Regions from separate parts of the Mus musculus genome. Here regions 1, 2, 3, 4, 6 and 7 are each linked to region 5. The links are chromatin contacts, called in public HiChIP or PLAC-seq and promoter capture Hi-C maps. All regions are on one chromosome and are shown on one strand. The core of a region is the stretch at or near the end of the contact, and the rest is flanking DNA. Distances in the headings are between cores, read along the strand shown.

Region 1 (3,209 bases), core at 590-3,089, 1.4 Mb after region 5:
TGAAGTTGTGAAATCAGTTTCCCTTTTTCATTTGCATTGATTGCCAAGCACCTCGGAGAGAATCCCAGTTAAAAATATTACGTGTTCAGGTCATGATCATGCACGCCTTTAATCCCAGAGGCAAAAGCAGGAGGAGCTCTGTGAGTTCTAGGCCAGCCTGGTTTGCATAGCTAGTTCCAGGCCAGTCAGGGCTACATAGTGAGAGCCTGTCTAAAAAAAAAAAAACAAGACAAAAACAAAACTTTTTTCTCATTATTTTCCACTTTGAAATCTAGATAATTCAGCTTGCATGTTTTAAATTTAAAAACTCTGTGTGTGTGTGTGTGTGTGTGTGTGTGTGTTGCCTGCATATATGTGCACCACATGTGTGCCTGGTCCTCATAGAGGCCAGAAGGGGGGTCAGTCCCTTGGAATTAGAATAACAGATGATTGTCAGCCACCATATGGGTGCTAAGTACTGAACCCAGATGGATGCTCTGTAAGAGTGAGAAGTGCTTTTAACCAGTGAGCCATCTCTCCAACCCTGCCCCCGCTGTTCATCACCAAGCTCTTCCACTATGTGATTTCAAGTGTAACTTTTTTTTTGGCGGGGGGTGGGGGGGTGGGGGAGTGGGGGGTGGGGTGGGGTTGGTTTTTCGACAGACAGGGTTTCTCTGTATAGCCCTGGCTGTCCTGGAACTCACTTTGTAGACCAGGCTGGCCTCGAACAGAGGCCTCCCAAGTGCCGGGATTAAAGGCGTGCGACACCACGCCCGGCTTCAAGTGTAACTTTTATTGATCGTAAAATTAGAGCCATCTTCCTTTAAGAAGAATTGGAAAATATAAAGAGGAAAAAGAAACCCTGGAGATGGCTCGGTTTGTAAAGTACTTCATATGCGTAAGAACTGGACTTTGGATCCCTAGCACCCATGTAAAAAATAGAGTGCTGTGTGTATCTACAATTCCATTGTTATTGGTGCACAGTGGAAGCTTCCTGGAGCTCACCTGGCAGTCAGCCTAGGGAAATCACGCGTGGAGCTGGGAAGCTGGTCCACTCCCCTCACCCCACACCATCTCAAAAGAAAAAAAAAAAAGGTGGAAAGGTGGAGAGTGATGAAGGAAAACACTGACCTCTGGCTTAAATACACACATACACACACAAACACACACCAACCATGTGATTTTTTTTTTTTTTTTTTTTTTTTTTTGTCTTCTCAGATCCAGTTTCTCTGCTCAGGAACAGCAATTTCCATGGTTCTATTTACTTCCTCATACTTCCAGAATTCACTTTCTTGTTTCTCTTTCACTTTTGTCACTGTCACGTGTCCTTTGGGGGTACTGGCTGGCACTTAAGTATATAGCATTGGGACTTCTCTGGACAGGGGAACTAGCTAGCAGTTTGAGATTATCTGCTAGCCTCCTGGTTCTTTCCACATTCATCCTTGCTGATTCATTCCATGACCGAGAACCCCGCAACCCCCATCCCTGCCTTCCCCACAAGAGTTTAAAAATTCTGCAAGCAGCTGCGCAGGAGAAACAATAGGGACCTCCCAGCATCTCTGATAGGGCCGATTCTGACAGGGTCACTAGTCTTGAGTGTGCCAACCCTGCTATGTAATACATCAAGACAATGCGGAGAGGTCGGGATCAAGTATGACACCCCATCCTCACGAGGGCAGGTCGCCCAGGCTTTGGGGACTCTGGGGAGCGCAGGTTCCGGGTGTACCTTCCTTCCTGTCCCCCGTAGCGAGCCGGTAGGACCCTTGGGTTTCCGCAAAGTGTGGCCAGTCGGAGGGCGGAGCATCCGGAGGGCGGGGCTATCACAGGGGCGGGGCTCCCGGGCGAGCACGAGGAAAGGTAGGTGGAGTAGAGCGCCGGGCCGAGTGTGGCTCCGCAAACCTTTGCCTTAGCCCGTTCGCCGCCCGGTACCGGCGCAGCGGCGTCTGCGTGGTGAGTATGCCCACCCTACTGGGCGCCCCCACAGTTCCCCTCTGGGAGGACGGGGTCGGCACGGAGCTCAGTTTCGTATGCTATCGATCCTTCGTGATGGCGGGGCTCTTGCGCCTTGATGGAGGCGGGGTGAGGGCGCCGGCCACAGGGTGCCACCGCGGAGCTGAGGGGAAGGCACTCACTCGAAGGCCTGGGGCGTGCGCCACTCGCGGTCCCCCTCAGCGCTCGGTCCTGGTCCGCTTCGGGCAGGCCTCCTGGTGGACCCGGGGTCCCCGCGGTCGCGCGCCACTCGGCAGGTGCGCGCAGAGCTGGAAAGGCGGGCCTGAGGTCTCGCTGCGCTCCGCTATGGCCACCCACAAAAATCAACAAGGAACGGCTACAGCCCACAAATGGGCCCTGCAAAAGCCCTGGAACCCCAACCCAGGGAACACAGACCTTGGAAGACTGCAGCGAGGGGCACCTTTCCTACACCCGTGGGCACTACTGTGTGCACAGCTCACACTCACGCCTGAACTGTGAGGAAGTGGCTGACCCCTCCGCATCTCCAGTACCCAAAATGGTTTGAAAATGTGCACAGACTGGTTGCTGATGTTTTTAAAAAGTTTGTTGAATGGTTGGCTGAATAACCCTATAGGATTCTAGAAGAAACCCACAGTCTTCAGCCACCAAGTGGCCTGGGCCCACAAGGATTCACACATTCGTTCATTCATTCTTTCGTACATTCATTTACATACTCAACAAATAAGTGTGGACCAGGGACGGATCAGGGTAGAACTTTGTGGGTGGTGAGAGGCTGGAATGAAGAGCTCTGTAAAGGACCAGGTGGTGTTGAGTATGGGACTTCTAGGCTGGGCTTGACCTTCATCTGATAAGCCACATAGTTCTGAGTCAAGAGCATCCTGAGGACCCAGGCAGGGCTCCCCTACTTTCCCAGGCTACTGCCTGGTGCCATGGCCAGGATTGCCCTTACTGGAAGACTACCTTGAAGCCGGGTCTAGGATAAGCTAGCTGTGGAATGGAGCTGGGAGAAACCACAAGAAGGATGTGGACTTTCCACATTCCAGCTCTACCCAACCAGGAGACTTTGCAGCCCTGCCCCATCCCCTGGGACTTGGTCCCAGGCACTACCCTGGCAGTCAGCTCTGAGTGTTTCCATGGGGGGGGGGGGAGCCTGATCCAGTGCTGGGGCTGAGTTCAGAGGCTTTAATACTTGAGTGGGCTGAGCTCTAAGAAGGACTCGGCTGGGTGGTGGTGGGGAAGCAGGGTGGCGATTGTGTGTG
Region 2 (2,977 bases), core at 338-2,837, 1.1 Mb after region 5:
CAAAAAGCCTAAAAATAATAAAATCTATGTAGAGCCTTGGAAGTTTGAAGTAAGCCCCCCCCCTCGTTTTGTAGATGTGAAAAGCCAGCCAAGAGAAGTTTGATGACCTTCCCGAAGTGCTAGCCACATTGCCAAGTGCCCGAATCTGAACTCCTCCTACGGTCCCACACCTAGGACCTGAGCACAAGTGGTTTCCTCTGGTCACTCTCTCCTGCGTTGTCAAATTCTTCAAGATCCCAGGTGTGTCTGGAAGCATGCTTGGCGAGTGATAGGATAGGCTTAGAGGTAGGGCTGACAGGAGAGCCAGCGCCAGAAAGTCTTGGGCAATCTCCCAAATGAACAGCCAGAGGGGAGGAGGAGGGGTGGCAGGAGGAGGGGAAAAGGAGGGCGGAGGGGATGGGGGAGGGAGAAAAGAGGTGGGGAGGAGAGAAGGAAGGTTCTGGCCTGGCTGTTCTGTCACTGACACCAGAGCAAGTGGCTCAGAGAACCTGACCTTGGCCTGTGAGATACTCTTATTCTGCCCACCCCTCTCCACTCTAACCTTTCTGTCCCACTTCACTGCGGACACACCAGGGCTTCCTGGCGTGGGGGGAGGGGGGCGGGAGAGCAATGATTGAGGCCAACGTTAGTCCCCCGCAGGGGAGCTTCCCAGGGGCTTTGGCAGAGATGCTGTAAAGCTCGCTCTGAGGGGCTGTGAAGGTAGCAGCCGCTAGTGGAGACAGCAACTAATGAAGAAGAGTTGCTGCCTGGAAGCCAGAATAGAAAATAAAATGAAACGGCTTAGGTCCCCTGGTATCTGGGTCCCAAACTTCTGAGTCCCAAAGTCTTTTTGACTTTGACCGCCGGGAAAGGTGAGGAGCCTGCTCCAGCGCCAGGCGCTTGCGAAGCTGGTTTGGACCCAGCTGAAACTGAGGGTGCCCCAAACCCAAGCCGATGGCCGAGGAGCCAGCACTGGTGACAGGCACCTGGGAAACGTCTTGGGTCCATAACACCCAGCTCGAATTGAAGTTGCCCTAAACCCAAGCCGATAGCCGATGGCCGGGTGATGAGGGTGGAGAATGACCCCGGGAACGTGCCACTTTTGATTAGGTTTGGAGACTACTCCCCCAGGCCACCCAGGTCCAGACCACCTGTCCAGAATCCCTCGGCATCCCATTTCTTCTCACTCTGGTCCACGAGTGGCTACTCCCCCAGATTCTAACGTATCTCTCCACCGAGCTCTCCAGGTTCGCCCTCCTCTCTTTAGCGAGCGCAGATCGGTCTTAGGTCCCTTTAAGGATCCAATAGCCCCTGCTCTCTACATTCTCTACAAAATATTCTCACCCCTGGGAAACAAGACCCTTGACCCTGAACTGACCCACAGACCCTCCAGGAGACTTGGAGCCCAGTAGATCCAAAGCCACCCCACAGCTACCCCGTGGCCCCGCAGCTCTCTCCCCGGCACCTGCGCGCGTCCGGGGCCAGCCCGGGCGGGGAAGTCTCACCATCGTGGCCGCTCTCTTCGCCCGCTCGCCTCCCAGCTGGGCCTGCCCACCCCAACTGCTCCAGATACGGCCGCCTCCGCGGTTGTGACACACTGCGAGGGAGGGGGCCTGAGACAGACATGCTGGGCCAGCAGTTGCCCTGCAGCATCACAGTGCCCGCGGAGGGGAGGGACCTGGGTAGGTCACAATGGCACCTCCCCTCCCACCAGAGGCTCCCTAGTCCAGCCTGGCTGCTTCTCATGCCCGGAGCTGCCACTGAGCTCCTGAGCCTTGCAGTCCAGGAAGCAGTCCTGTGACCGCAACACACGTGTGCATACAAACCCCGCATCCACTCCGAGGCCACTGGAAAGCAGTGGAAAAATACTCCAAAACAAATGCTTGTTTCTCCCCCCAAATGTTCATAGTCGTCCTGCTGCCAACACTGGCTGGTGTGGTGGGAAGACACTAATCTGTTAGCCGGTCACCTCAGTCCAGGAGAGCCTGCAGGATCAGACCAGCCCGTGGTCAGAGCCCACGCTTCTGCTTCCACCACTGCCTGCCTGGTTACTGGAGAAGTCAGAAGATGGTATGCCTCTGCATCTGCATCTGCATCTGCTGCAAGCCCTCCATAGTAGATTCAGGGATTCAGCACTATTTTAAATACTCTCAGAATATCTCCATGATTCTCAAGTCTCTCCTCCTGACCCACTCCTACAAGAGCCTTTCCTACGTAATCCCCAAATGTGTCACTTTGCATGTACCCCAGAACATCAGGGTTCTCACTGCCTCTGCCCTGTTAGGACCTCCTCTTAGTGGCCACAGATGACACTGAAGAGCAAAGGATTTCTTCACCCTCCATCTAGTTGGGTGAGGATAGGGGCTCACCTAGCCTGTAACCCTGGCTGTCCTGGAACTTGCTTTGTAAACCAAGCTGGCCTGGAACTCACAGAGCTCCACCCACCTGCCTCTGCTTCCAAAGTGTGTGCTACCATGCTCAGCTTAAGAGCCTCTCTAGTTGCCCACATTACTAACAGGCTCCACAAGTCCCTTTGTCTCCAAGTCGGTTGGGGTTGGATGGTTCTTACACCTGAACTGCGACATGGAATTCCCTATCAAGGGCCACTTCATACTTAAGAGATATAACCCAGCTTTTCTTCCCTCCCTCTTTTCTCTGGCAACTTCCCACCACACAAGTCACTGTGGGAAGTTAAGAGTTCTTCAAGATGTAGGTGGAGCTGCTGTGGCCAGATGTTGGCTCTGTTTCCAAACATAGATGAAGACACACCTTTGCTTCTGTGCTCAGGAAGCAGCAGAGTAAAACTTATCTAGGTAGTAGTTTATTCTGTTGGCTCACCTTTCATGTATTTGTCTATGAGTTTCTTGAGGAGAGGATACATGTTTTAATCATCTTTGCATGTGAGAAAGTACTGAAAACACTTCCCACTGATACACGGCCTCCAAGCTGGAACTGCCTACCCCAAGGACTCCAGATAAACTGCCTCCACTGCTGTAAC
Region 3 (3,270 bases), core at 304-2,803, 2.0 Mb after region 5:
GAGGATATATGAAGAGCTGAGGGTGGTGGCTCATGCCTCTAAACCCAACACTAGTTGGGGAACCCTGTCTCAGCAACAAAAGAGGATATATAAAAGGAAGTTACACAAGAAAGGATCAATTCTGCAATGCATAGTAGCATTACTTTAAAATTTGGAAAGCTTGAAAATTGAAGCTTTTATGCCTATGTCAACTTCAGTGGCTCACTGATAAGTGTACACAATTTTTTCAATATGATATTTCAAATATCATTGGTTTTCCTATTCATGTCATAGGAAAGGATAAAGAGAAAGTTTATAGTTTTTCCTTCTTTGTTATTCTATTTTGGTTAGTCCCTGGGAAATTCTTGGAGTCAGGCTTGGGTGAGAAGTATAGTTCAGTGGTAGAATACTTGTTTACCATTAAGTAACCATGATTCCTTTTTTGGTTTTGTTTTGTTTTGTTTTGTTTTGTTTTGTTTTGTTTTGTTGAGACAGGGTTTCTCTGTATAGCCCTGGCTATCCTGGAACTCACTTTGTAGACCAGGCTGGCCTCGAACTCAGAAATCTGAGGCCTGCCTCTGCCTCCCGAGTGCTGGGATTAAAGGCATGTGCCACCACGCCCGGCAGGACCATGATTCCTGAAGCCTTAGTTCAGTCGCAGGGTGAATCCAATGACTGAGCAAACAAGCAAAGAGCCATTAAAATGTGTTTGGAGTCAGAGGTGATGAGCTATAATACCTCTCTGTGTGTTTGTTTTGTTTGTTGTTTGTTTAAGGGTGTAGTTCTGCCCTAGAACTTGCTGTGTAGACCCAGCTGGCTGCCCCTGCCTCCCATACACTGGGCTTATGCCTGAGTCCCAGAATTTGAGGGTAGATGCAGGAGGATCTCTGAGGCTTCTACACAGCAAGATCCAAGCTAAACTGGATACATAGTGAGTCCTGGTTTGGTTCCTCACACCCATATGGTGGCTCACAACCATCCCTCTTTAATTACATCTAAGCTAAGGCATAGAAAACTCTGTCTCCTCCTCTCCTCTCCTCTCCTCTCCTCCCCTCCCCTCCCCTCCCCTCCCCTCCCCTCCCCTCCCCTCCCCTCCCCTCCCCTCAAACTCCTGATCCTTTTTATGTCCCTTCTCAGGAATTGGGATTACAGGCTTTTACAACTCCGTAGGATTTGTAGAACGTTTCTTAGGCTCACTTGAAACAAACTAAAGGCTCACTCGAAACAAATGATAATGTGTACTAAACTCTCCGAGGAGTTCTCGTGATTATGTATGTCATTTATGCAACAGGTTTCATTAAAGGAAAATAGTTAAGTGAGTTTAGACTGAGTTGTCAAAACGAGTTCTAACAGCCAAGGGATACTTACCTCCCCCCTCCACACGCATTCTGTCTTTGCGCAATGCTGTGTGCAGAAGAGAAACTACACTTCCCAGGAACCTCTGCCGGTGAGGCGCAAGGCAAGATGGGAAGTACTGCTGGGTGAACAACCGTCCTATTGGTGTGCAACCTAAAAGGCCGCCTGAGCTCGTGAGCGATTGGTAGGATTTTGTAGATGCTCGCTGATTTGAGTTGTTTTTCGGTTGCGTTGTTGGACGCCAGGGGTTAGCACTTGGTGAGTGTGGATTTCAGGGAAAGGGTGAAAGTTTTTTGGGGAGTAAATATGGTGGGATAAAAGCCTTAGTAATCAGTGCGGAAGGGAGCTACAGGAGACTAAACCTAGGGCCAGTCAAGGAAAGATTGTCTGTAAAAAGAGAAGTTTCCGGGACGCGGAGAGCTTTAAGAATGACTGAGCAAAGATCTGCTCAAGAACTGTATGAACTTGCCAGAGAACAGGATCCAGACGTCCTGAGATGGACGGAGTTCCGTCTCCGTCTTCCTCCCACTTGCTTAAGCTTCGATTTCCTCGTTTGAAAAATAAGGGATAATAAAAATACTTCAGAAAGTGGTTATGCGGGTAAATACGACTTTTTAGGGACGGGGTTGTGGCCAATATGTAGAGTGTTTGCTTAGCACGCCTGTGCCCTCAATTCGATCTCTTACACCTACAAAACAGAAACCCATCACCTTTTATATAAATAGAGGCATTCCTGCCTTGCAAGGTAGGATTAAGATGGCTTCTGTCTGCCTGGAAGATAGGTTATCATAGTAAAACTGCAAATACAGGCATTTATCAGTGAGGGGGGAAAAAAAGCTTTTAAATTTTTTTAATTATTCGTTTTTGTTTTTTGATTCGGGAATCTTACTCTGCAGCCCACGTGGGCTTGCAGTTCACTATATGTACCAGACTGGTCTCAAACTCTTGGCATTATACTCTTGTCTCGGTCTTCTGAGTGTTGGGAGTACAAGTACACAATCAGTTTATGGTTTTTCTGTTGTTTATTTGAGACAAGACCTTGCTCTGTTCCGGGCTTGCCTGGAATTCAACTCTGTACCCTAGGCTGCCCTCAATGTTGGGTGATCTTCCCAGTGCTAGCTTTTAATGACAGATGCCACTACAATTGGCTTTCTAGATCGTCTTGAATGGAAAAACTCAAGAAAGAGATGGAAGAAATAGTATTTAAGATGAATTTTACATGCAGAATACACTTGATTAAGTGAATTTACTAGAGTTGTGGAAGGAGTTATAATTGAACTGCCAGGAAGCTCATGAGCAAAGGCATAGAACCAAGAACATTATGTGCCTCTGGCGTGGTGTATAAGCTTTTAATCCCAGTGCTCGGGAGCCAGAGGCAGGCAATCTCTGTAAGTTTTAGACCAGCCTGGTTTACATAGTTCCAAGCCAGCCGTAGTGAGATCCTGTCCAAAAAAACAAACAAAAAAAACATTTTATAAAAACAGGGTATATCTGGGGAAAGAGATAAAAATAAGTCAGGGAAGAGAGGTTAGGCTCTAAAATAGAAAGTTCTGAATTCTAGGCTTTATTTAATGTTCGTGTCTGTAAGTAGCCACTTGTCAGCTTGTGATTTTTTTGTTTTGTTTTGTTTGTTTGTTTGTTTTGTTTTTTTTGGAACAAGGTATCTATCACTATATAATGCTGGTTGTCCTGGAACTCAGGCTGGATATGAGAATCTAGAAAAGTATGGCCTAACCTTTCCCTTAAATCATTAGACAGGGGCTAGAGGGACGGTTCAAGTGTTTGAGAACACAGGCAGCTCTTCCAAGGGACCTGGGTTTGATTCCCAGCACCCACATGGCAGCTCACAGTAAACATGCATCTAGTGCACAGACACACATGCAGGGAAAACACCCATACACATAAAATAATCATATTTTTAAAATTATTAGAGCC
Region 4 (3,318 bases), core at 236-2,735, 1.1 Mb after region 5:
TTCATTCTTAACAATCTGCTCGCCTCTTCTGAGCTATGGTGCTGTAACAGACAAAATCAGATCTCTCCAGAGGAAACCCAGACTAACACACTACTTGGGGCTCCTCTGGCCGGTGTGGGATGATATGCATTAGCCTGTCCTTAGACATGCCCTCAGCCTGGAGATGCTGATACACCTTTCATGTGCCCATTGGGGCTCTGGCCACAGCCCAGTCACATGATACACTCAATTGGGAGACAACGTGATTTTCTTCCTTATAAACATCATGTTGCGTAAAAGTGCCAAGACCATGAAGCACGGTTTTCCAGAGTGAAAAAAGAAGAAGAAAAAGAGAGAGAGAGAGCAAGCAAAAAGCTCTCTCTCTTTTTAAAGTCTTCTGCTAGTGCGTAGTGAGTCAGAAGGGAGCATACACCTCATCTGCTACGCCACTTTCTGCCCAGTTAGTTCTTATGAACAAAGGAGGTGACGGTATTCAAACACACAAAGGACACTTCACAGGAAACATTCTAAAAATGTTCTGAAATATTTGCCTCACTTTTTGAGTTAATTCTAAAGATATTAAGTATGAAGTTAAGTTGTAATTTTGAAACACCACAAACTTGGACTTCCAGGGGAGTTGGGGGAGGTTGTGTTTTTTTGTTTGTTTGGTTTTTGTTGTTGTTTTTTCTTAAAGGTATATTTAGCTTTCTTTACAGAAGATGGAAAAACAGGCCAGGGAACAGGTCTAAAGCACCCTGACTTATGATACTGGACAAAAATCTCTCCGGTTTCTCAGTCCGCTGGTTTCTATTTTAGGAGTTTCTCCTAACGTGTGACTGAGTATTTGCACAAGAGCATAAAAATGATATTTGTTGATAAAACGTCTATCCCAGGAAAAACAGGACCGAACCTAAATGTCCATGAATTATTTAACTAAATCCGCACTTCTCATACAACGCATCAGTTAAAATACTGGTCTAGAAAGGCACAGAACAAGAAGCAAGACACAGAGCAATGTTAAAGATATCCATTAGAAATGTTTCTGATAAAGTATACATAAAAATGATACTGAGTTGCAAATTAAGAGAAACAACTCTACACATCTGTCTGCATTGTTTGAATTTTTAACAAGCCACTTTGGTAATTACTTTTTTAAATTAAACATAAATCACGACTACAGTCTGAATAATATAAATGCTTGGGAAGCAAATCCATTGGCCCAGTATATACATGCCAAGAATACAGACCGCCACTATTTGCAGAACCCAAGGAAATTCCTAATCATCTGGAGATGTATAAGCAAAGTTCTGGCGGATAAAGGACACTTTCAAAGTTAGCCCCAAACTTGCCTCAAGCACGGAGTCAAGCCAAAGAGCGAAGACCGAGCAGCATCTGCAAAGGGCTACAGAAGAGGACGCGGCACCGCGGAGCAGAGCAGTCTTGCTGCCTCCCAGCCTCTCAGCTCAGGAGTGTCTGCTGTCCCCTAGGCACAGCCGCCCTGGCACTGCCGGCCAAGCCTTCTGCACGCCTGGCCACGCCCCCCTCACCGCCAAGCTTTCGTTTTCCCCTAGATCCAAAGGAAAGCGAAACTCAGGCACCGGGCGGGCGGGCGGAGCGGTTGTACGCGCCCCTACAGAACCCGCAGTCCAGTCGCCTACACCAGGACACGACAAGCCGGACCTGGCCCGGTAACTCCTGGATACGCTCTCTTTTTTCATCTGCAATGTTAAGATTGGAAATACTCCCAGTTGCTGTACCTTCTGCTCTGAAAGCCAGCAGCAGATAACTCCCTTGCTGAGGCTGTCCCCAGGGGGTAAGGAGACAGCGATAACATTTACTTCATCTCTGTTAATTGCCAGGCTTATCCTTAAACACTGAAGATAAGTTTATCTGCACAATGTTCTTTTGTGCCTCTACGTTTAACCCCAATTCTATAGGATAAAATGTTTTTATTTTATCAAAGAGGTTATGACTAACTCAGGACGACAAATGGCTAAGTGCTGAAAGCAACATTCTAACGGGACCTCTGACCAGTCCCACCATTTGTGGAAAATAGCAGACCATTGCAGTTAGCACACGAGGTGGCCATGAAGGTACAGCTCTGCGAGGAACAAATACAGTCTAAGCCGAGCCGGGTTTGGAGGCTCTGGGATGTACATACATGAAATGCTTGCTAGCTCTTTACAGATGTATCTTGTATATGAGGCTATAAGTTGAGGGAGAGGGGGATCTGTTAGCTGCTGGGCTAGTCAGAATGAGGTTTCCCCATGCGCTTGTTCTGAGAGGGGTCCTCCACTCCCTACCCCCAGCACTGGACAAAGATGACAGAGAGATACATACCCCTAATCGAAAGCTACCAGGACTTTATGAAATCTGGAAGAGTCTATATTCTGTTTTGCTATTGTAGTTCAACGTAAGATATACAAATATGTCTGCCTGCCTATAGTGTGTGTGTGTGTGTGTGTGTGTGTGTGTGTGTGTGTGTGTGTGTGTGTGTGTGTGTGAAGCATGAGTTATACACAGCTGTTGAAAATAAACCAAGATGTCCATGTTTGGAAATAGAAAGTGGGGTATGGCCCTCAGGGTAAAACAAAGTCTCTTGATCAGTGGTTGAGGTAGACAATGTGGCATCTGCACATATCATGGACAAATACATTAAGTCTCCAATACATTTGCAAATCAATCAATTATGTGACCAGCTTCTTCCTCTTCTTCTTCTTCTTCTTCTTCTTCTTCTTCTTCTCCTTCTTCTTCTTCTTCTATCTGTTTGGTTGTATCCAAAAACAGGAACATCAAAAACTGGTGGGGGGGGGGGGGAGGATGAAAAGAGGATGTTATAAAATGTGATAGTTTGATCAATATATCGTACCTGTAGAGTTCTAGGGAACAAACTGTATTTGTTCCCAGTGGTGATTAGCAAACAGCTCCTTATAGCCAAGCAACTTTTTTTTCCCAACCCTGCTTGTTCAGTGAAGCAAGTGATTGGCATTTGTACCAGTACGGAGTGGACTAGTGTCAATCATGGACAGGAGATACCTAGATGATGCAAGAACCCATTATAACTCCTAGTAGGACTCTCCATGCTCTTACCCCTGGTCTCTCCTTGCCTTTCAGAAAAGTTCAGGGCTCTAACCAGGTGGTAGACTGAGCTGGTAAGCATTCCTGAAGTAGATTCCAGCAGTGCCCCACAGTGACCCAGGATGGTGGTTTGGTGGAGAGACAATATGCCCACCACCCATGTCAGAACCTACTCTAGTTAGAGAATCCATTCATATATAGAGCAGATGTGGCTCGCCTGGGCCTCAGAGCCTAGAGAACTGGAGTGGGGTTCCATGTGTT
Region 5 (3,328 bases), core at 784-3,283:
AAAGAAAGAAACCAAAAAACTTGAGGTGGAATGTAGCTCTATTAGCAGTTCTTCATTGTTAAGGGGTGGAGCACAATGGGAAAGGGCCTTGATAATCTATACACACCCTATAGGTTGGGGAAATAAGGACATAAGCACTGGCATCTGGATGCTTTCTTCTGGGTTTATATATTACAGATCATATCCAGATTCATTGATGTTGAGTTTTCCTATAGAAGCCCTGTTTCTTATCCTGGCAGGGTATATAAATCTGAAAGTCATCTTTAGGTTGTTCTTTGATATTGAATACTGTTGAGGCTCAAAACGCCATTTGTAAGTCTCCGCAAGGAAGCTTTAACCTTGACCTGCCAAAGTTCTAGGTTTGAATGAAGTGGGTCCTGCTCCACCTGTTTTTTAACCACCAGATCTCCTTGCCAGAATGTTCCCATTCATCCCCAGCCAACACCTATCATCCTTGGCTCGGCAGCAAACCCTTTCACCTCTCCACACCCATGTTCCTGCCTCTCCAGTCCTTTGGCTGCCCTTTGGGATTTGCATACCCGTTTAACAGGTTCCTAGAAGCCTCCTAAAGATCTTACTTTACGGAGATCTGGCTATACCAATTAAGAGAGGGAGTTGAAACAAACACAAATGCATCAATTTATAATGAGAATGCCTCTCCCCCCCCCCCCCCCCTTAAATACAAATTAATTACACCTGGGTTTTCAATCTAGAGTGGGCTCAAGAAAACAACTAATTATGGCTGAGGTTAGCAAAAGATACAAATCCCAGCTATTATCACAAGGTAACACCCTACGGCAGGTAAAAGGTTAAGGAGAGCAGCTGTCTTTGCTAACAATGCTCTGGTTTAAAAAAAAAAAAAGCTTCCAAGAGTGGCCAGCACACAGTAGGTGTTCTAAGAGCTCTGAGAGACTGAGAATAATTAAATCCTGTTAAATTTGTGTTGCAAATAAAACGGGCCTCCCCCACCATATGCTCAGCCTTCCCAAAGGCAGCACCATTGTTCATCTCTTTACACCCCGCCTTTTCCATTGTTTTGGGCGTTGTGATTCTTTCACGTGTGCGTGTGACTTAAAGAGATTCCGAAGCACACAATCAACCCTGACGTCACAGACTTAAGTATTATTCAAAGCAAGTTGCTTCAGGTTCCTGCTTTTTAATGAACTGCTGCTTCTAACGGGTTCAGTTTCTGTGCGGCGTTGTTTCCCGCCTTCTTGGAGTTGGGGCGAGGGATTAAACACTCAGCATTCTCTCGCCGTTCCCTCTATCTCAAAGTTTTTCTTTTCTCCTCTTCCCTTCCCTTTGCTCTATTTCCTTTCACAGGCCGTCGTTTCTCAAGGGTCTTTGCTCCGCTTCCTCCCTCTGTGCCTGCTGGTCCCTTTGATCCTTTCTTTCGAGCCCCTATTCCCAGAAGCTGCAGAAAATACCTTCTTTTTTTCCCCCCCTTTCACGTCACTTCCCTCCCCTCTCCCCATCTCCCTCTCTTCTCCGAGGTGAGTCCCCCTCTAGAGGCCAGCGCTTTCTTAGACGTCTGCTTTCAGACGGCGAGCGGAATTCGAAGAGAGAGAAGGGGGGAAGAAAGGAGGAGAAAGAGAGCCAGAGCCAGGGGGAGAAAAGAAAAAGAAAAACAAACAAAAAAAACCCCACTCGGGCCTAGAGCGCGGAGGCCGGGGAGCAGCGTCGCCATGGCAACGGGCGCCGACAGGAAGCGAGGGACGCGCGCGAGGGCGGGCGCGGGGAGGGGGCGGGCCGGAGGAGGGGTCGGCTGCCCCGGAAGCACCTCCCCGCAGCCCCCTCCCCGCCGGCCCGCGGCCCCCCGGCCTCGGCCCCCCACCCTCGCGGCGGGGCAGGAAGTGACAGGCCCGCGCGAGCCCCCGGCCTGGCGGAGCCGCGGCGCGGCCAGCACCCGGACGGCGGGAGGGGCGGGGAGCGGCGGCCGCGCCGGGCACCTCCCACCGCGCCTGGGCCCCCGCCCCTCCAGGAAGGGGAGGAGGCGGCGCGCCGCCGCCGAGGCCGAGCGACCCCCCCCCCCTCCCCCGCCCCTGAGGTGGACGCCCCCCGCGAGGACTCGGGTGCGGAGCCGGGCGCGAAGGTAACCGGGCGGCCGCGGGCCGGGGAGGGGCCGCATCCCGGGGTCTCGGCGGCGCGGGGATGTTTCCTCAGCCACCTCGGCGTGTGCAACGCCCAGGTACCTCCCCCAGCCGCGCTCCTGCCTCCCGCTCTGCTGCGCTTTGCGGTGCTTGGGTGCTGCGCGTCCCGGTCTTCGTGCTTTGCGCTCGCTGTGCTCGGTGCTGTCTGTCCGTCACCTCGTTGCCTCTGACCGCTTCTCATTCATTTCTCCCTTCCCCGACTTTGGTCCTTCCATCCGAGCATGCTGTCTGGTTATCTCCCTGCTTCTCGCGCTCCGCCGGGCTCCCCGATCTCCCAGTTCCTCGACTTCTGTGCCTCCCCTGCTTGGCTCCCTACTATTAGAATATACATTTCCCTGCTTACCAAGTCCGCTCGCTTCGGGCACAGCACTGTATCCACCCCTTTCTCCTGGTGTGTTTGATTTCTCTTTGGAAATGCATTTTTTTTTTTTTAATCACGCTTCTGTGAAGAACAAGAACCCCTGGGAGTCTTTCCGAGGCGCCCCTCAACCCTTGCTTCTCACTCCATTCTTACTGCAACAGAGTTTTATACTCAAGGGTATTGACTTCTTCCAACACCTGACCCAATAGGCCCAGTAGTATGTCTACCTCAATATTAATTTCTAGTTCCTTCCCATCGGTGTGCGTCTTCCCCAGTTGAGTCCTTAAACACACCCACACCCAAAAGGTGGGAACGTTTAGGGTGGCCTTTGACTCTTAGTTTTAATTTTTGATTGAGTTTGCCACCTAAACGGTGTGCTCTCTTCACTTTCTATACTGAATCTGGAACTCACAACATTCATTGAAAAATGAGGATTTTAAGATAGATTTGTGTGCCTGCGAGGTTTTTGATGGCAGTTTCCCTGGTGAAAAGACTTTAAAATTGGCCCTCTCTGTTTCATTATCTGGGGGAAATGAGGGGGTCATCGAATTGATGAACGTGTTTTATATAAGGCTCTATTGCAAGTAACAGGGTCTTACGTCTCTGAGTGCAGTGAGATAACTCCAGTAATCTGTACAACTGTGCCATGCTGCCTCTAATCCTTACCCACTTTTTTTCCTTCACATGCTGATATTGAGGATTCATGGGTCTGTATCTGTTTAGTGCTTTGATATTTTGGCAAAAGATGTGGGGAGAAAGGTAGACTGAAGTTGATAGAATACCCTCTCTGTACCTCTTTCATTTTATCCGTGTGTGG
Region 6 (3,030 bases), core at 433-2,932, 1.2 Mb after region 5:
AAGCATCACCACGATGCAGGATCTTATAGTTAATGATCATGGAAGTTAGCCAGCTTTTGTGGACTACCGCTTTTGATCTATGTTTAATTCATTAATTTTATTTATTTTGTGGGGGAGTATTAGGAGTACTCTGACCTCCTAATGGAACTTGGGGTTCCATTCTCTCCTACCATGTGGGTTCTAGAAACCAAAATCAGGTTGTCAGTCTGAGCAGTAAGTACCTTTCTTTGCTGAGTCCTCATTGCCCCCTTGAATCTCTCTCTCTCTCTCTCTCTCTCTCTCTCTCTCTCTCATGTGTGTATGTATATATGAGTGTTTCTCCTGCATGCATATCTGTGCACTAGGTACATGCCATTGTCCATGACGTCTAGAAGAGGGTATTGGAACCCCTGGAGCTGGCGTTACAGATGGTGGTTAACTACCGTGTAGGTGCTAGGGATCAAGCCTAGATTTTTGGAAGAGCAGTCAATGCTCTTAACCACTGAGCCTTTGCTTCAGTCCTTTAACCTTCTGTTTCCTTTTATTTTGTTTCGTTTGGAGACAGTGTCTCACTATTAAGCTCCAACTGTCATAGAACTCACTCTGTAGACCAGGCTGGCCTCAAACTCACAGAGATACACCTGCTTCTGTCTCCCAAGTGCTGGGATTAAAGGTGTGCACCATTACATCTGGCTTAATCTGTTCTTGAAGTACACTTTTTTTTTTGTCCAATTTCTTTTTAACTTTTTGTTTTTGCTTTTCTGTTTCCCTCATTGTTGGATACAGAACTCTTACATAGTGAATAAGAACCCCATGTCCTGAGTTGCTTCCCCAGTTCTTCACTGAAAAAATTTTTCTCTCTAGTATTTTAGTGTTGTTTTTGTTTGTTTGAGGGTCAGGAGTTCAAAGTCACCCTTAACTATTAATATACAGTTCAAAGCCAGCCTTCCATATTTAATGAGACTCTTGCCTTTTAAAAAGGAAAGAATAAAAAGAAATAAAATTGTTTTCCAGAATAATTATATTGTTAAGGTGTTAATCTTTCAGGGTTTAGAATTTAGAGATATTTTATCACTTAGGATTATGGCCTTTGGATTGAGTCTTTGGGGATCAAAGCCTGCGTTCACGATCAAAATTAACATTGTAACAAGAACAACTTAATTTGATAAGCATTTTCTAAGACAACTTTGTATCTTTGATCCTAGGGCTCAAAGAGGTTAAATGACCCTCCCATTAGCATCCTTTGCTTGGTCCCTTCTCTAGCTCCCCGGAGCTCGCCCGCGGCTGGCACCCGCTGGGAGTTCTGTTTTCAAGAGCAAGCCTAGCAAACATTCTGTTCTGTGTGCAGCGGGATCCTCTGGGGCAGGGCGCCTGGGATAGTGCTGGAATTTCTAATCCTTATGATGTTCCTGTGTGTGTTGACTGGGGAGGGAAAAGAGGAGAAAAAGGATAGCAGGGGTAGTTCGGGTTTGGATTTAGGTTTGAGTCGAAAGAACGATTTATCTGTGCTGGAACTTCATTTCATTTGGGTCACTTGAGGCTCAACCGATGCCCAGGAGAGAGGCCAACGCATCATCGCTTATCCGTTACCTTTCCTCCACAGCCTTCCCCAGCCACCAGGGTAGGCGCCTGCTCCTGGTTACCGTGGCAACCGCGAGGAGCCCTAGACAGCTCTGCTACGGCACTTTCTGCAGCCCTAGCTGAGATGCAGCGGTGAGGGAGGACAGACAGAGGCAGACCCCGGGTTCTTCGTTCCTTCTTCGCTGCTCCGATGAAAGAAGTGTGCCTCGGGGCTTCTGAGTGAGAACCTTTGATGGGATTCTAGCTGGAAGGTGGAGTCACCACACTCAGGATGCATGCAGCCACAACAGCAGCACCTGTGTCCTGAGGACCAGCCAATCTGGGGAGGCAAGCTCTCACCGGCGAGGAAGATGCGGGTGTGAAGCCCCAAGTCCGTAAGTACCACCAAATCTCCCCTTGGGTGAGCAAACCCCTTAAAGAAAAAGGTTCTGTGTCTTGATTGACGCCTTTAAAAATATTTATCACATCTTTCAATTGTTTATGCCTTGCTTTGCCTTTCTGACATATGTGGGATTCTTGGAACAATTCTGTCTGCCTTTAAACGCATGGCTCTCTTAAGCAGTGGGAGCTACACCCGGGTATCCTTGTCTCCTTTACCGCACAACGCCCCATCAGCGGATACCGTGCACCATAAGCACACGCCCCAAAGACTGAGAAACACAGCGCTCAGTTTCTTAGCCAATACCGTCCAATTTTCTTTATTCTTTAACACCCCCCCACAACCCCCACCAAAGAAATAACATCCCTAGGCAAGCCAGTGGTATGCCAGTCGGAGGACTGCCCGGGGATCCTCACGACACCGTGTCCTTCCTGCAAGCTCAATGTGAATCCATTAGCTCATCCACAGGCGACAATTGTTACACTCGGAGGGACATTCATTTCGGTCCAGTAGAGGGCGCCGGCGCTCGCCTCCACAACCGGGTAAACAGGCCAGAGATGCCATCCCCACAAGCACAGGCATGCACGTGCCCCTGGCTGCGGAGGACTCGGCGCAAGTCAGCCTCTGTCGAGCGTTAACAAAGGGATGGTTATGTTGGTTCCCCTCTGGAAGTCAATGGAAGGGCGAAAAGAGACTTTCGGAGCACTGCGTTTGTTTCAGAACCGAGGGAGCATGTTTCCAGGGCAAAGTACTTTCTGTATATTCGTCAGGTCCTCTCCCCCCCCCACCCCCACCCCCGTCAACCCCTCCTCTCCCACCTCCCACCCCCAATCTATTCTTGCCTAGCCATGGCACTAGGACGAAGTGTTTAGAATGTATCGCGTTGGAAAGACAGGAGAAAAGGGGGAGAGACCTAGATGGAATGAGCGATAAAGGGACGGCTGCACTGCTGGCCCCTGCAGTAGTCCGCCCTAGCTACTGGGGTCTTCCCAAGTGATTCTAAAGCACCGAGGTTGCCCGCCACCATTCTAATCAGGATGACGTATACAGGTGAACTCCGTACGCTGCTGCTGGAGGGCGGGGTATATTGT
Region 7 (3,080 bases), core at 261-2,760, 1.2 Mb after region 5:
ACACAGAGAAACCCTGTCTCAATATGAAGACGAAAAACAAAACCCTATAAAATTACATCCAATGGGCATAAGCAAAGCCCTCAACATTCGGGTGTGCAACCTTCATCCCTCTAAAACCACAGTCAAGTCTCTCTAGTGTTTGCTTTTCTTCAGTTAACTATTCTGACTACTCCCGCCATTAGCGTGGCCTCACACAGCTCTTAGGAAGGTTTACTCCACAGAGAAATGGTGCCCTCCAGCTGTCAGAGGAGGCCAATGCATTAGACAGAGCAATCTAAAGATAATTCACTCAGTCCTGCAACAGGACCAGAACAGTGTGCTTCTTGCCTTGACACCCCGCTCTACCCCCCATTTTCTATAACCTGCCAAGGCTAGGTTAAATAGGAGGTGTGTTCCCAAAGAAGGCTGCTACCTGCTTACTGAACCTCCTCACGACTGAACACTTAAAAGACATCTACCCTGTCCTGCACTGAAAAGGTGAGCCAAGAATTGACTGTGGCGTCCCTCCAAATTGTTGCATGATTTGACTTCATTGTACAGTCTCACGGGTGCAGGATGAGCAACCAGCCTCTCTCAAAGAGGATCCCTTAGGGAAAGCAAGGTGTGTGGTTGGCGCAGTCTCACAATGCCAGATATTCAGAGACCCGAGTTCCTCCCCAAAAGGATCCAGAACGGAACATAGCTCAGCACGTACGTGCCACTCACGGGCTCCTCCGCCAGGCTCTGCCAGGCTCGTTCGCAAGTCTCTAGTGCGGCATGGAAGTCCAGGTGCACCACCAACAGGTCGGACGCCTCTTCCAGCAGGTGCACCGCGGGGGACACAGCGGGGAGGGCGAGCGCGGGCTCGCTGCTCCGCAGAGGGCCCACGAGCCCTTTCAAAGGGGCTGCAGACGTCGAGGCGTCGCTCTTCATAGCCAGCCTGGGTTCGACCAGGTCTCCTCACACGTCAGGAGGACAGCTTCTCGGGAGCTTCCTGGAAATTCGGACTGGGCCTGGTAGATGTCCCGCAAGCCTCGCACTCTTCCCCTCCGCGCCTCTCCAGGTCTGTTCCTAAGGAAGGACCAGGAAGGAGCTGGACCCGGGCACAGCCTGCGCTCACTGACAGCCTAACCCTTGGGGCACTGGCCTGTTCAAGACTGTCTGTTCAAGACTAGTGCTGCCGAAGGCCCAGCACTAGTTCCTCCTGTCCCTGGACCGGTGCTAAAAGCACCGAAACTCCCAGAGTAGAGAGCGCGACAACAGAAGACCTGCACGGGGAACCCACGACGGTGGACACCTCCTCTCCACCCCTCTTAGCCACTACGACGCACGCGCACGCTGGAGCGAAGGATTCTGGGAGTTGTAGTCCTGGGCTCTTGGGTCTGTGAAGCTTCGGGGAACCTCTCGCGCCCAGAGACTGCCATCTTCCAGAGAGAACGCACTGGGTCGCCAGCTTTGGGGTGGAAAAGATGAGGAAGCTAAACCATTAGTGAAATGCCTTTGTCCTGAGAAATGTGATCCTTCCTTCGCTAACCGGAAGAGGACGAACGGAAGAAATTCCAGTTAGGAGGTGGAGCTACCTGCACCTTTATTATTAACCTCTGAAGGAGTCCGTTGAGAAGGGTCTGCTGGAAGCTTAGGGAAAAAAGAAAAAGAAAACTATGGAGCTGGCTATTTCCTCTTCCTGGGTTCGATGCTGCTATAAAGTGTGGCAGAATGGAAAGGCGCTTTCTGTCTGTTATTTCTTCATCTCTATGAGTTAAGGACTATTACTCTATTTACAGGTGACATAGGTCACACGACAAATAAGTCACAAAAACATTGTCAAACCAAAGAAAGCACTTTTTTTGGCTGAAAGGAGTGTCAGGGCAGAGGTAGATCTGATCTGTGCTTTGTATTAGGTAGGTGAACCATCAACACACAAGTGAGTTACATAAACTCCTGGATCCTGCATTGTTTATATAAATAAGGATGTCATAAAAACAAAGCCATGCACATGTCATGCAATTCTTCAAAACAGTACTGAACCAATGTAAGAACTGATGCTTTATAATATACAAAAAGTAAATACATTTAAATATGTATTTTTATGTGTTTATTTATATTGTTTGTGTTTCACAGGGCTTCTCTGTGTAGCCCTGGCTTTCCTGGAACTCACTCTGTAGACCAGGCTGGCCTTGAACTATGCCTCTGCCTCCCTAGTGCCGGGAATTAAAGGAGTGCAATACCACACCTGACTTCCTATTATATAATTTTACACAGACTCATAAATCACCAATTATCTGTGCTTCAGGCAGGATTTCCTATCTCTTCCACATTTATACTCAGTCTTCATGGTTTTACTTCGTCCAGTTCTCTACCTTCTGAACTCTCTCCCAAGTTTTCCTAGAATCCCTTGCTCCTTAGTGACTGGATAAGACAGCGAGGTGCTAGGCTAAGACCTGCTCACATCATATATGCCTTTCTTTTATCACTAACACCGACAGGACATGGCAGTCTTTAAATCTCTGCAGAAGGTCCTCACACAGCTGAGACAGAAATGTCAAGTCTGCTAAAGCCTGTGACTGTGTAAGGTGAAAGGGCCAGGATGTCACTTGTTTAAAAATATATATACTGTTTAATTCCCCCTCTCCCCCCCACTGGGGACTAGAGAGATGGCTCAGCAGCTAAGAGCATTTGTTTTTGCCAAGTACCTGGGTTCAATTCCCAACACCCACATAGCAGCTCACAACTATCTGTAACTCTAGATCCAGGGGATCCAGTGCTATGTCCACTCCAGTAGTGACTGGCTTGGCAGGCCTAAAAGCCTGGAAGCAGTCACAAGGCAAAGAGTTTCAAGGAAACTTAGCCTCCTGGAACCTTGGCATTCCCATAGCTAGAATGCCCCAGATTTGTCCCTGCAATATTGTGGAGGGTCTTGCATACTTTCTTACAGTATTTTACTGGATAAGAGTTAGAAATCTCAGGGCAAGCTTAGCAAAGTATACTTAGAATCTTCATTACAGCCAAGTTACTCTCATATGCAAGTATTTACCAAGGCCTAGGAAAAAGGGGGGTTGTGTTGTTGCATTATTCATGATAAGGTCTGCTAGAGCAGAACT

The links. Promoter capture Hi-C pulls out the DNA fragments that hold promoters and counts their contacts. HiChIP or PLAC-seq counts read pairs in DNA pulled down with a chosen protein or histone mark.
Region 1: a promoter capture Hi-C map of pre-B cells shows a contact between it and region 5, with 3 times the contacts expected there. The contact joins the promoter of Bid here to the promoter of Phc1 in region 5. A contact is called at or near these places in 4 of 39 promoter capture datasets (cranial neural crest, pre-B cells, stem cell-derived epiblast-like cells and 1 more), 1 of 115 datasets of contacts at active chromatin or transcription factors (embryonic stem cells) and 1 of 9 other capture datasets (embryonic stem cells).
Region 2: an HNF4G HiChIP or PLAC-seq map of pancreatic cancer cells shows a contact between it and region 5. The contact joins the promoter of Tuba8 here to the promoter of Phc1 in region 5. A contact is called at or near these places in 5 of 39 promoter capture datasets (3T3-L1-derived adipocytes, cranial neural crest, embryonic stem cells and 2 more), 6 of 115 datasets of contacts at active chromatin or transcription factors (acute myeloid leukemia, embryonic forebrain, embryonic stem cells and 3 more) and 1 of 9 other capture datasets (embryonic stem cells).
Region 3: a promoter capture Hi-C map of pre-B cells shows a contact between it and region 5, with 4 times the contacts expected there. The contact joins the promoter of Ccdc77 here to the promoter of Phc1 in region 5. A contact is called at or near these places in 1 of 39 promoter capture datasets (pre-B cells) and 1 of 115 datasets of contacts at active chromatin or transcription factors (embryonic stem cells).
Region 4: a promoter capture Hi-C map of pre-B cells shows a contact between it and region 5, with 5 times the contacts expected there. The contact joins the promoter of Usp18 here to the promoter of Phc1 in region 5. A contact is called at or near these places in 15 of 39 promoter capture datasets (the 3T3-L1 cell line, 3T3-L1-derived adipocytes, the C10 cell line and 10 more), 1 of 484 Hi-C or Micro-C datasets (regulatory T cells) and 1 of 115 datasets of contacts at active chromatin or transcription factors (astrocytes).
Region 6: an H3K4me3 HiChIP or PLAC-seq map of stem cell-derived neural progenitor cells shows a contact between it and region 5, with 5 times the contacts expected there. The contact joins the promoter of Mical3 here to the promoter of Phc1 in region 5. A contact is called at or near these places in 2 of 115 datasets of contacts at active chromatin or transcription factors (embryonic stem cells and stem cell-derived neural progenitor cells).
Region 7: a promoter capture Hi-C map of pre-B cells shows a contact between it and region 5, with 5 times the contacts expected there. The contact joins the promoter of Pex26 here to the promoter of Phc1 in region 5. A contact is called at or near these places in 18 of 39 promoter capture datasets (the 3T3-L1 cell line, 3T3-L1-derived adipocytes, the C10 cell line and 12 more), 1 of 484 Hi-C or Micro-C datasets (CD4 T cells), 8 of 115 datasets of contacts at active chromatin or transcription factors (astrocytes, embryonic forebrain, embryonic stem cells and 3 more) and 3 of 9 other capture datasets (adipose tissue, embryonic stem cells and liver).

What each region holds. Positions count from the first base shown.
Region 1 is chr6:120,915,454-120,918,662 of GRCm38.p6, reverse strand. Bid (BH3 interacting domain death agonist) reads left to right here and starts at 1,839. Exons shown (of 6, transcript NM_007544.4): 1 at 1,839-1,929.
Region 2 is chr6:121,209,344-121,212,320 of GRCm38.p6, reverse strand. Tuba8 (tubulin, alpha 8) reads right to left here and starts at 1,587. Exons shown (of 5, transcript NM_017379.2): 1 at 1,485-1,587. The coding sequence starts at 1,487.
Region 3 is chr6:120,355,650-120,358,919 of GRCm38.p6, reverse strand. It overlaps Ccdc77 (coiled-coil domain containing 77), which reads left to right and starts at 1,553. Exons shown (of 12, transcript NM_001381936.1): 1 at 1,553-1,593.
Region 4 is chr6:121,244,073-121,247,390 of GRCm38.p6, reverse strand. It overlaps Usp18 (ubiquitin specific peptidase 18), which reads right to left and starts at 1,485. Exons shown (of 11, transcript NM_011909.2): 1 at 1,329-1,485.
Region 5 is chr6:122,338,362-122,341,689 of GRCm38.p6, reverse strand. It overlaps Phc1 (polyhomeotic 1), which reads left to right and starts at 2,033. Exons shown (of 16, transcript NM_001355215.1): 1 at 2,033-2,092; 2 at 3,210-3,218. The coding sequence starts at 3,215.
Region 6 is chr6:121,129,674-121,132,703 of GRCm38.p6, reverse strand. It overlaps Mical3 (microtubule associated monooxygenase, calponin and LIM domain containing 3), which reads left to right and starts at 1,682. Exons shown (of 32, transcript NM_001270475.1): 1 at 1,682-1,934.
Region 7 is chr6:121,182,097-121,185,176 of GRCm38.p6, reverse strand. It overlaps Pex26 (peroxisomal biogenesis factor 26), which reads right to left and starts at 1,510. Exons shown (of 5, transcript NM_028730.6): 1 at 695-1,510. The coding sequence starts at 912.